Linked DNA regions of Sus scrofa: region 1 is linked to region 2. Evidence: chromatin contacts called from public Hi-C data. All regions are on one chromosome and are shown on one strand. Each heading gives the region's core, a stretch centred on a gene start, on an enhancer-like site or on the middle of the called end of the contact. The rest is flanking DNA. Distances are from core to core; before and after follow the strand shown.

Region 1 (5,025 bases), core at 1,107-3,606, 160 kb before region 2:
CCATCCACGATGCCAAAACTTTTGGTTGGCTCATTCTTTTAACATGGTAGTGACTTGCCCTTAAACATAAATGGGAAAGAGTCAGTGGTAGAAGGTGGAAGCGATGGGGAAAATTAATGAGGGGAATGGCCCTTAGACTGGAGAGGTTGGGCTCCAGTTCACGAGTAGAAGAATTAACTTCAGGTGGGCAAAGAGACGCTTCTCCCAGCATGGTGGTCAGGAAGCTGGTAAGGGTATTTAGGATTAAGAATATGTTACAAGGGAAAGAGTAGTGAAGGTTAAAAGCCTCTCTTATCTGATAGCTTCTGTTTTCTCTGAAGGTGGAGGCCAAGCCATGGTGTTTGCTTCTGGTAAGTGCAGAATTGTAATTATGGGATAGCCTGGGAAGTTGGGTCCAACCCTAGGCTATTTCTTGGCCACAGGCCTCCAGGCTGGGGTGGGGTGGGGGAAAGGGTGGTAGGGGAAGGTGGAAAGGCTGAGTGGTTCCTGATGAGGTGTGCTTGCTATTGATGAGAGGAAATGGATCTATTTCTTTATGGCCTCCAGGCTTCCATAGCAACCCCCCCAAATCAAGGCAGATCCAGATCTGTAGCTCCAGGGGCACTGGGCTGGCCCATAACCGAAGGGCAAGGTCCTGGCAAGACAAGTCTCTGCTTGCTGGAACCCACCATCTCATTCCAACATCAGCTTTGCCATTGACTTAATTATTGCATGGGCTTGAGCAAATAAATCACTTCTCCTCTCCGCACCTCAATTCTGTCACCTACTCTGGGTTGGGTAGCTGATCTTTTCCAGTTCTAAGACTGTGATTCTAGCTTTCAGAGCCGTGGAACGTGCCTCACCACAGGGTGCTCTGTTTGATCTGATGCTCATCAAACATCAGGGCTACCCACTTCTTACCTCCCTTTGATTTTTACTCCATTTTGAGTAAAAACAGCTTGAATGATCTTATGGTAAGACACATTGGCTAAATATGCATAATGAATGTTCACAAAATAATTTGGAACTTTATATTAATGTCATATGAGCCACTTTGTCTTCCACTTTATACTTCAGATGCTTGGTTGAATGTATTCTGAATCATACATTGAATGTTTTAGTCATTGTTCAAAGAAACCTGTGTTGAATCTCTTTTTAATGTGAACAATAGCCTCCTAATTGATTTATTTTATAATACTGAACTTTAAAATATTGAGTTTTCCTTGAGGCAGAGCAGTATGGCATTGAACTGTGGCGGCCTTTCTCTAGCTGATGCTGCTCATCTAGGACTTATATTTGGGGTTTAAATCCAACAGTGGGTCAGGCCACAATCCTGTGACTCTTGTATCCTTCACTGGTGCCCACGAGAAGCTTCCTGGTGCCCCTTAGTGAAATAAATGTAGACAGATGAATTCTATCTGATTACTGGAGGCAGGATGAAAAGGAGAGAGCAAGGAAGGTAAGAACAACTGAAGTAATTGCAAGCTAGGCCCGTTTTCTTTGAACAATCTCCCAGGTAAAGCCGCTACCTTGCTAGGATCTGATTACGCGTTGCTGGTCTCAGACCATAGCATTATTGTTTTAACACTCCTACCTTCCTCATTATCCCAGCATGCATCACGTTGTATGGGAGGCTGGGGAAGCTGACCCTGCTTGGGGATAAAGAAACAGTTTAGCACTCAACAGTCTTGAAGGCACACTTGAAAGCTCAGTGATCGGAAAACAAAGCAGCAAGCCCCGAGAGTGTGTGCCTGCGTCATAATGTGTGGGGCCACGTGGGGCCAGCCCGCTGAGCAGGATTCCTTTTCTTAGCATCTCCTCTCACCAAAGTCTTTGACTTGGCTTTTTTGTTTGCCACAATAACAACAACAACAATAGGTTAAGGGCTGTTGAAAGCCCGCTCCTGGCACTCACAGGCTTCTGTGCTTCATCTCTAGTGGGCCTGAGATTGTAGGCACAGGCACCTAATACTAAATTGTACTGTACCTCCAGATTGTTCAGCTATAAGGTCATGGTTCTGTACGGGCTTCAAGTCTAGAGGTCTCACTTATTTTCCTCCGTCGGCAGGTGGGGGAATGGAACAATCTTTATGGTGCATATTGTCAGGCACTGTGCCGGATGCCTTACGTGGGTTATCTCGTTTCACCAGGCTGCAGACCTATGAAATAAGATCTATTCCCCATGTGAGAAATAAGGAAAGCAAGCATTAAGTAATTCCCCAAAGATCAAATGCTAACTGATAAAGCCGGGGTTTAAATTAAATTTGTCTGATTTTTAAAGCCCCTGCTGCCACGACTCACAGTTTTCCCACATACGTGAGCAGGGGTCACCTGCTCAAGCTCTCGGGTGATTTAGAAACAAGATGTGTTTGACTGCACTTGGAGAAGTGCTGTATTTAGCTCTCCTGTGTCACATTTGCTGCTTTCAGGACCAGGAGTGGAAAGAGATCAGATGTCTAGGCTCTTAGTAGTAAATTTAGAAATTCAAAGTAAATATATTTGACCCAGCACTTGTACTCCTAGGAAACATGCACATCTGGCCTCCAGAGACTGGTGTTCGGATGTCTTTAGCAGCATTATTCATAATAACCTCGAAGGGGAAACTACCCAAATGCCCAGCAGAAGTAGAATAACAAAACTGTAGTGTATTTACACCATGTAATGCTACACAGCAAGGAGAATGAAGAGTCCAGAACCACCCGCACAAATAGGGATGCGTCTCACAAACAATATGAAATCAAAGAAGCCAGACACAGAAGAATATACACTACATGATTCCATTTCTATTACACTTTTTTTTTTTCCATTTCTTGGGCCACTCCTGTGGCATATGGAGGTTCCCAGGCCAGGGGTCGAATCGGAGCTGTAGCTGCCAGCCTATGCCAGAGCCACAGCAACGCGGGATCCGAGCCGAGTCTGTGACCTACACCACAGCTCACGGCAACGCTGGATCGTTAACCCACTGAGCAAGGGCAGGGATCGAACCCGCAACCTCATGGTTCCTAGTCGGATTCATTAACCACTGCGCCACGATGGGAACTCCTCTATTACACATTTTTTTTTTTAACTTAGGCAAACTATGATGTTCAAAGTCAACAGAGGAAGGAGCACAAGTTGGATGCTGGCACTGGTGGGTTACCTGATCTGGACGCTGTGTGTGTTCAGCTTGTGAAAGTTTACTCAGTCACACACTTAGGGTCTGCCCTCATTGGTGTATGGATATTATTCTTGAAGACTAAGTTTATTCTGGCCACCGTAATAGAGGGTGTGCACTCTCTGATAGGTTTCCCATTTGCAGACAATTCTGGCGATCTCATAGATAACACTCTAAGGAATACTCTCCTATCCAACCTACAATCACAGTGCTTGGCTGCTAACAGAGCCGCAGTGTGCTCAGTCCTGCCTGGGAGAGAACAAAGGTAAGCCCTTGAACTAAACTTGGCTTATTTCTAGGACCCTAGTCAGTCAAGCCCTCATCAGGTAACCTGTGAATTAAAAATCCATGCTGCCCCATCCATATGCATTTTCTAATGGCCTGGTCTCACTGTTTCCCCGACTCAGAAGGGCGTGGATGGAATTGGTTAACTAGCAAGGGTGTCTCAGGATAATCCCGCAAATTGTAGAAAATAACTGACCCTGAGCCATCCTTGTCAGGGTGGCTCCAGGGAGGTTTTTAAAGGGAAGAAAAATGAGGAGTTGTAGTTCAAGCAATTAGAATCCTCCCTATGTCTGCTAATCTCTGTATGAGATCTGGTTAAATTCATCTACTTTGCCCTACAAGCTTCTAGGATGTTACCTCAAGAAACAACATTTTGAGAGTCAACAGAGGAAGGGCTATGAAAAGAAGACAGATATTTCTCAAATAGATGGAAGATCAGGGTCCAAGAGTAAAGCAGTCACCTCATTGGCAGGTATTCTTACACAGTTTTTCTGTGTTTGTGTTATATATATATGTATGTATGTATTTTGTATATAATTTTATGTATATATAAAATTAAGGAAGTCATACACTTTGCAGAACCAATCTTCTTTGGAAAATCTTTCTTTGTTGGAACATCTTTAGTGGTTCAGAAAAAAAGGGTTTTATTATTGAAATAGAATCTAGCAAATACCTCAAGCTGAGACATTAGAAGTATCTGTGCTTCCATCCAACTGTATAGAAAACCGCCCACACTACATAATTTGTTCTAATGCTTGTTTCTTCCAATCTTCAGCAATGTTTTCTATATGTCTTCCAAATATATTTACTGACAAAGGAATGCGTTTAAGTTTGACATCATTTTTTTTTCTACACATTAGAGCAGCCCGTTTTACTGTGGCATACAGAGCAGGTGTTTCTGCAATGGTATGAGACTTTTGGTTTTTCTCTGTTGAATTGTAGCAACTTGAAAAAAGGCTTCTAAACATTATCATTACATGGAACACTGTTTTGTGAAGTACTGGATTGCTTACCACACATCTTGAAACATTGCTGAAAAAAAATCAGAGAGGTTTGTCTTTATGTTCTGGATGCTTCCCTTGAACGTATCATGGTTATTATAACAGCTTCATTCATTGCATCAGTAGCTAATATCTCGCGGTGAAGTTTAATGCTGATAGCACATATTTCAAATAGTCTTTTTGTTTGTTTGTTTTGGCTACACTCGCAGCATGTGGAAATTCCTGGGCCAGGGATGGAACTTGCACCACAGTAGTGACCTGGGCCGCTGCAGTGACAACACTGTATCCTTAACCCCCTGGGCTGCAAGAGAACTATTCAAATAGTCTTTGTATTAATTTTTGGGTCAGCTGCCATCTTGTCAAATTGGATGAGGCTGTCGTTGTTCACACCTGGTAATGTGGCTGGTGCAGCCCTTATACAAAGAGCAGAAGGGTCAGCTCTGTCATTCTTGTTGTTGGTCTGTGCTTATATTATCTTTACTTTCCTATTTCACTGCAGGAAATATTTGAAGCCACCTGCTGATCTTGTGATCTTGTTAAAACTAGATTATATAATCCACAAATGCACTCATACAGGCCCAGGTGACCCGTATGATATTGCAATAAG
Region 2 (5,220 bases), core at 923-3,422:
AAAATTTTGCAGCAGTAAAATACCGTGATGAAATGTATATAGAACAAGGGTGATTAAGACAAACTTATTCAAGTATTCTGGTATATTCCTGTCAAGGTACAGAGGTAAAAATACATTGAGCATGGTAACTAAGAACAGAAAGACAAGTCAATGGAACCAAATAAAAAGCTTGGAACCAGGCCCAAGGGTGAGTGAGTACGTACATGTGTGAAAATTTAGCATATTGATAAAGTGACGATGTAAGTCAGTGGGAAAAATTAGTTGGGACAGCTGGCTAGGAATTTAAGTCACCCTCTAATATTAAGCCTCAAGCCCCAAAGTGGTTTAAAAGATTAAAATATAAAAGGGTGAAATCGTAGAAAAGAAAAAAGAAAACCAGGTGTATAAGTATATAACCTTGGAGTAAGGAAGGCTGTTCTACGTTTAATACCAAGGGCAGGAGTTCCTGTCATGGCTCAGCAGTTAACGAACCCAGCTAGTATCCATGAGGACACAGGTTTGATCCCTGGCCTCACTCAGTGGGTTAAGGATCCTATGTTGCTGTGGCTGTGGCACAGACTGGCAGCCACAGCTCCTATTGGACCCCTAACCTGGGAACCTCCACATGCCGTGGGTGCAGCCCTAAAAAGACAAAAAAAAAACAAGGGCAGAACCCATGAAGAAACAAGTGATAGGACTATGGAGGACTACAGCAATTTTATGGGACACACACTATAAAGTCAAAAAACAAAGTGAAGACAGGTAAAAATATATTCGCAAAAGTTACTATCCTTAGCAAAGGAAAAGATGACCACTCCAACAGAAAACTAGGCAAGGGGCTTGGTATCAATGGAAAATTTTCTAGAGGAAACGCCAACACCAATAACCTCACCTTCAAAACAATAAAAGAAAAGCGAATTAAAGCAATGCAACACTACCCTCCACTAATCAGACTGGCAAAGCACAACCAGTGTGAGGTAGAGTGTAGGAGCATAACAGAGGCATTGGTAGGGGCAATTCAGCAGCATGTATCAAAAGCCCAAAGCAAGTCACTTCACTGCCAAGGAACTGATTTTAGGCAAATAACGGATTACAAGGCCAACAGCTGTATTTTAGAGGTGCTATTCAGAACACTGCCTGTAGTAGCAAGAAAACTGCAAACTATTCTAAAACCCAGTAATGGGAGGTCAAATCACATGACATCTTCAGATGGACCATTATGAAACCACTAATAATGCCGCTGCAGAGCTATAATGCTGACACTGTTATTTTTGTAAAAAATAAATTCTATACATAGAAATATATATGCCTAATTAAAAGGATGGATGGGAGGGAAACGTTCACAGTGGTTGTCCCCTTGTAATGGTAATTTGGAGTGACTTTCTTTTCATACTTACATGAAGTCTTATTTTCTCAACGAAATATTTCTGGAACAAACACATGTATACAAAGACAGCAAAGATGAATAAATCAACTCAGATATTAGAAGGTCATAATTACTTTTTTTTCTTTTTAGGACCACACCTGCAGCCTATGGAAGTTTCCAGACTAGGGGTCAAATTGGAGCTGCCATCTGCAACCTACATCACAGCTCACAGCAACACCAGATCCTTAACCCCCCTGAGCAGGGCCAGGGATGGAACCTGCATCCTCATGGATGCTAGTTGGGTTCTTAACCTGCTGAACCACAATGGGAACTCCAGAAGGTCATAATTATTCACAAGACATTTTCTAATGGACCATTTGTCTTTTACATAATGTTCTTTCCAACCTATTTGTAAGTTAAGTATCTCTAAGCTAGAACGTTCATTACAGCAGAAAAGGGCCTCCACTTATCTGAAGGGAGGAGACTTGCCTCAGGGGTTCAATTCTCAGAAAACTTCCCCAGTCTTCTGGGGCCCTTTAACCTTTATCATTACGATAAACATCCTCCACCAAGGCTGCTTTTCTTTTTAAATGACTTCCTTGTGCTTGCCTCCTATATAACATCTCACTGAACAGAAAAGGCGGCTGGCTACCGTGAGAACTCCCCAGTCCTTTCTTCCCCATGAAATCCCACGTCCCCTAACTAGATTCATGAACCTGGGTAGGTTCCCGAAACTCACTGAGCGAGAGCCATTAGCATTAGGATCTTGCACACACTGGATCCAGCACTTGGCAGTTTCCAAAGCAGGCTCACATCCATAAATTGCATCTGACTGATAACCTGTTCCAGAAACTGAAACAGGACTCCGGGAAACACAAGAGCAGAAATTTAATATTGCAGGCTGCCAAAAATCCACATCCGAAAATTTGAAGCTAGAAGGGTCAGCCCTAGTTTGGAGGATATTGGCCAAAATGTCACTAGCTAATGACTGTGGAGAAAACAAAGCTTCTGGATTTGATTCATTTAACTGTGGTCACTGAAATGACAACGAGGGCTTATAACAAGGAAAACACCACGGCTGGATCTCTAATCCACATTTCATAAACCCATCAACCAAATACCGAGCAGAGTATAAAACAGGCCAGGACTTTTCTTCCCCCTTTGCATCTCCATTTACAACTCAACTTGAGCTAGCTACTGGTGACTTAGTCAAGGAGTCCTGGCTGTATGACACACTGTAAAAAGCCATGTACCAAAGAAGAGGAAACATGATTTACAGATCCAGCCCTGCTCCTAACTCAAGTTACAAGCTTGGGAAAATCACATCCTGGACCTCGGTTTCCTTATCTGTGAATTGAGAGAGCTGGGTTAAATGCCTCGAGCTAAGGTCACTTATATAACATGGTGTTTCTTCGTTCTTTTTATGGAACACCTACATGTAAGGCACCTGGTGTCACAATTATGTAGGCCAAGTTTCTACTTCGAAAAAAATTCCTCAGCACAACAGGCCTGCCATATGCATTCACTGATGGGTACTTGAAAGAAGAGGAAGTAAGATGAAGGGGATAGTCAATTTCTCTTGGCGGGGGGGACCCCACTCAAAGCTAGGGTCAGCTCTGTTAAATGAAAGAGCTAGGTTAAATGAAAAAGAAACACCAGAAATATTTTCCATCAGCATGAAAATTTAGCAGTCTCTGTGCATAATGGCAGCAAGAGAATTCAGAATGGTCATCATATTAATAGCACACTCTTTTTATGCTGCTCCAAAATAAAAGCATCGTTTCTCTGAGCTCCAATGTAATATTGCATTGAAAACTTAGAAACAGGAGTTCCTGCTATGGTGCAACAGGATTGGCAGTGTCTCTGCAGTACCAGGACACAGGTTCGATCCCAGGCCCAGCACAGAGGGTTAAAGGATCTGGCACTGCCACAGCTGCGCCATAGATCCCAACTGTGGCTTGGATCTGATCCTTGGTCTAGGAATTCTACAGGCTTCAGGGCAGTCAAAGGAGAAAAAAAAAAATCTAAAAATAAATCGTAAAGGACTAAATAGATACACTCATGTATACACAGAAGCCAGTGCATTCTTAAAACGACCACTAGGTGGAACATTTACTGCAATATTTATAGTGAGTGCCCAGCACCAGTTCACCAGGAGCAGAAGTATTAAGAATTAGATCATGGAGTTCCTGTTGTGGCGCAGCAGAAACGAATCCGACTAAGAATCATGAGGTTGCGGGTTCAATCCCTGGCCTCGCTCAGTGGGTTAAGGATCTGGCGTTGCCTTGAGCTGTGGTGTAGATCGCAGACGTGGCTCAGATGCCACACTGCTGTGGCTCTGGCGTAGGCCGGTGGCTACAGCTCTGACTGGACCCCTAGCTTGGGAACCTCCATATGCTGAGGGTGCGGCCCTTAAAAAAAGGACAAAAGACAAAAAAAAAAAAAGAATTAGATCATGAAGTAATTTGAAGTGTTATTAATTCTCCTGGTATTATGTTAAATTCTTAATTTGAATTTTCAAAAACTGCAGTATTGTTAGCTATTAAGAAGCCTAACACTTTCATCCAAATTATACTTCTTGGTTTGTAATGACATGAGTTCCATTTACCAAAACGTTTTTTACCTAGGTATTTTGACCTTGAGGTAAGTTGGGGACCATACTTACTTATCTAAGACCTGTGGATCTTCAGGGCTCTTGTTTTCATATTCTAGAAGTTCAAGAAAACTCTGCATATACCTGAAAAAAAGAGAAACTGTGTTAGTTGTCTACCTACCACCCATCCTCCTTTCCCTCTTCCTAAGAGTAAGAGTACTTTAAATTTCTGCCCAGATAGCCATCCAATCTCCTCCACCCTCATGTAGCCCAAGTGTTTCAGGGGAAGCTGATACCACGCAAAGCTCCTGAGTAGCCCAGGTTTTCTCTGGGTAATTCTATTTCTCTTGTCACTAATTCCTAATTAGTCCGATAGTCCTGGTTTAAGCCTGTCACAGCTTCACATTCACCTGAATGGACACTATGGCCCCAGTTCAGGCCAGAAAAATAAGGGAGCAGACTCACGGGTGGTCTTTGGGAGAGAAAGCAACTCACTCTGCTTTGGGACGGTGTGGTGTGTGGACGTAAAGCTTGGAACTGCTGCAACTATTCTGTCACCAGGAGAAAATCCAGCCAGAAAATGAAGCCGACCCCATGGAAAGCAAGACCTTCATAATCTCGTGAATCTCTGAATCAAACCAATACCAAAAGCTCATCCTCTGACTAGATCTTATAGTTCCAATTTATTGCTTAAGTCAGGTTTAGATGGGTTTTCTGCTATTTGCTAACACACATATCCTAACTGATACACCAAGTCTGTAATTCGATTACCTAAAAAAGTGCATTTGAAATTTAAGAAGCATGTGTGTGACCCTGACATGCATGCTAAGAACTTAGAACTAAAGAAAGTTCCTTATCAGAGTTAAACTAACTTCCTCAACACATAATGGAGGAGAAAAATGCCTCTTGGGCCCTCGGCTTCTGGACACATTATTATTATTTGCTTTTTAGGGCCGCACCCACGGCATATGGAAGTTCCCAGGCTAGGGGTCAAATCGGAGCTACAACTGCTGGCCTACGCCACAGCCACAGCAATGCCAGATCCAAGCACTGTCTGTGACCTACACCACAGCTCAGGCCAATGCCAGATCCTGAACCCACTGAGCGAGGCCAGGGACTGAACCCGCATCCTCATGGATACTAGTCAGATTTGTTTCTGCTGAGCCACGACAGGAACTCCACGGCACATTATTTTTATCATGGCCCATATCTCAATCAGGGCCACGATAAGAAATAATGTGTCCAACATAAAGATCTGGAGAAAAGAGGGAAGATGGGACTC

The links. A called contact is a pair of places that touch in the nucleus more often than the background predicts.
Region 1: a Hi-C map of skeletal muscle shows a contact between it and region 2, with 6 times the contacts expected there. The contact joins two enhancer-like sites. A contact is called at or near these places in 2 of 47 Hi-C or Micro-C datasets (psoas muscle and skeletal muscle) and 1 of 2 datasets of contacts at active chromatin or transcription factors (skeletal muscle).

Annotation. Positions count from the first base shown.
Region 1 is chrX:20,701,667-20,706,691 of Sscrofa11.1, reverse strand. All of the region lies in intron 1 of PCYT1B (choline-phosphate cytidylyltransferase B), which reads left to right. Among named protein-coding and RNA genes, the nearest start is that of PCYT1B, 39 kb to the left of the region's middle. Within about 2 kb of position 2,356, at least 2 of the 83 cell types and tissues checked have an H3K27ac peak or open chromatin away from gene starts, as enhancers often do. A contact at or near this core is called in skeletal muscle, where this site is marked.
Region 2 is chrX:20,544,428-20,549,647 of Sscrofa11.1, reverse strand. It overlaps PDK3 (pyruvate dehydrogenase kinase, isozyme 3), which reads right to left. Exons shown (of 12, transcript XM_021080538.1): 3 at 4,011-4,082. Among named protein-coding and RNA genes, the nearest start is that of PDK3, 61 kb to the right of the region's middle. Within about 2 kb of position 2,172, at least 3 of the 83 cell types and tissues checked have an H3K27ac peak or open chromatin away from gene starts, as enhancers often do. A contact at or near this core is called in skeletal muscle, where this site is marked.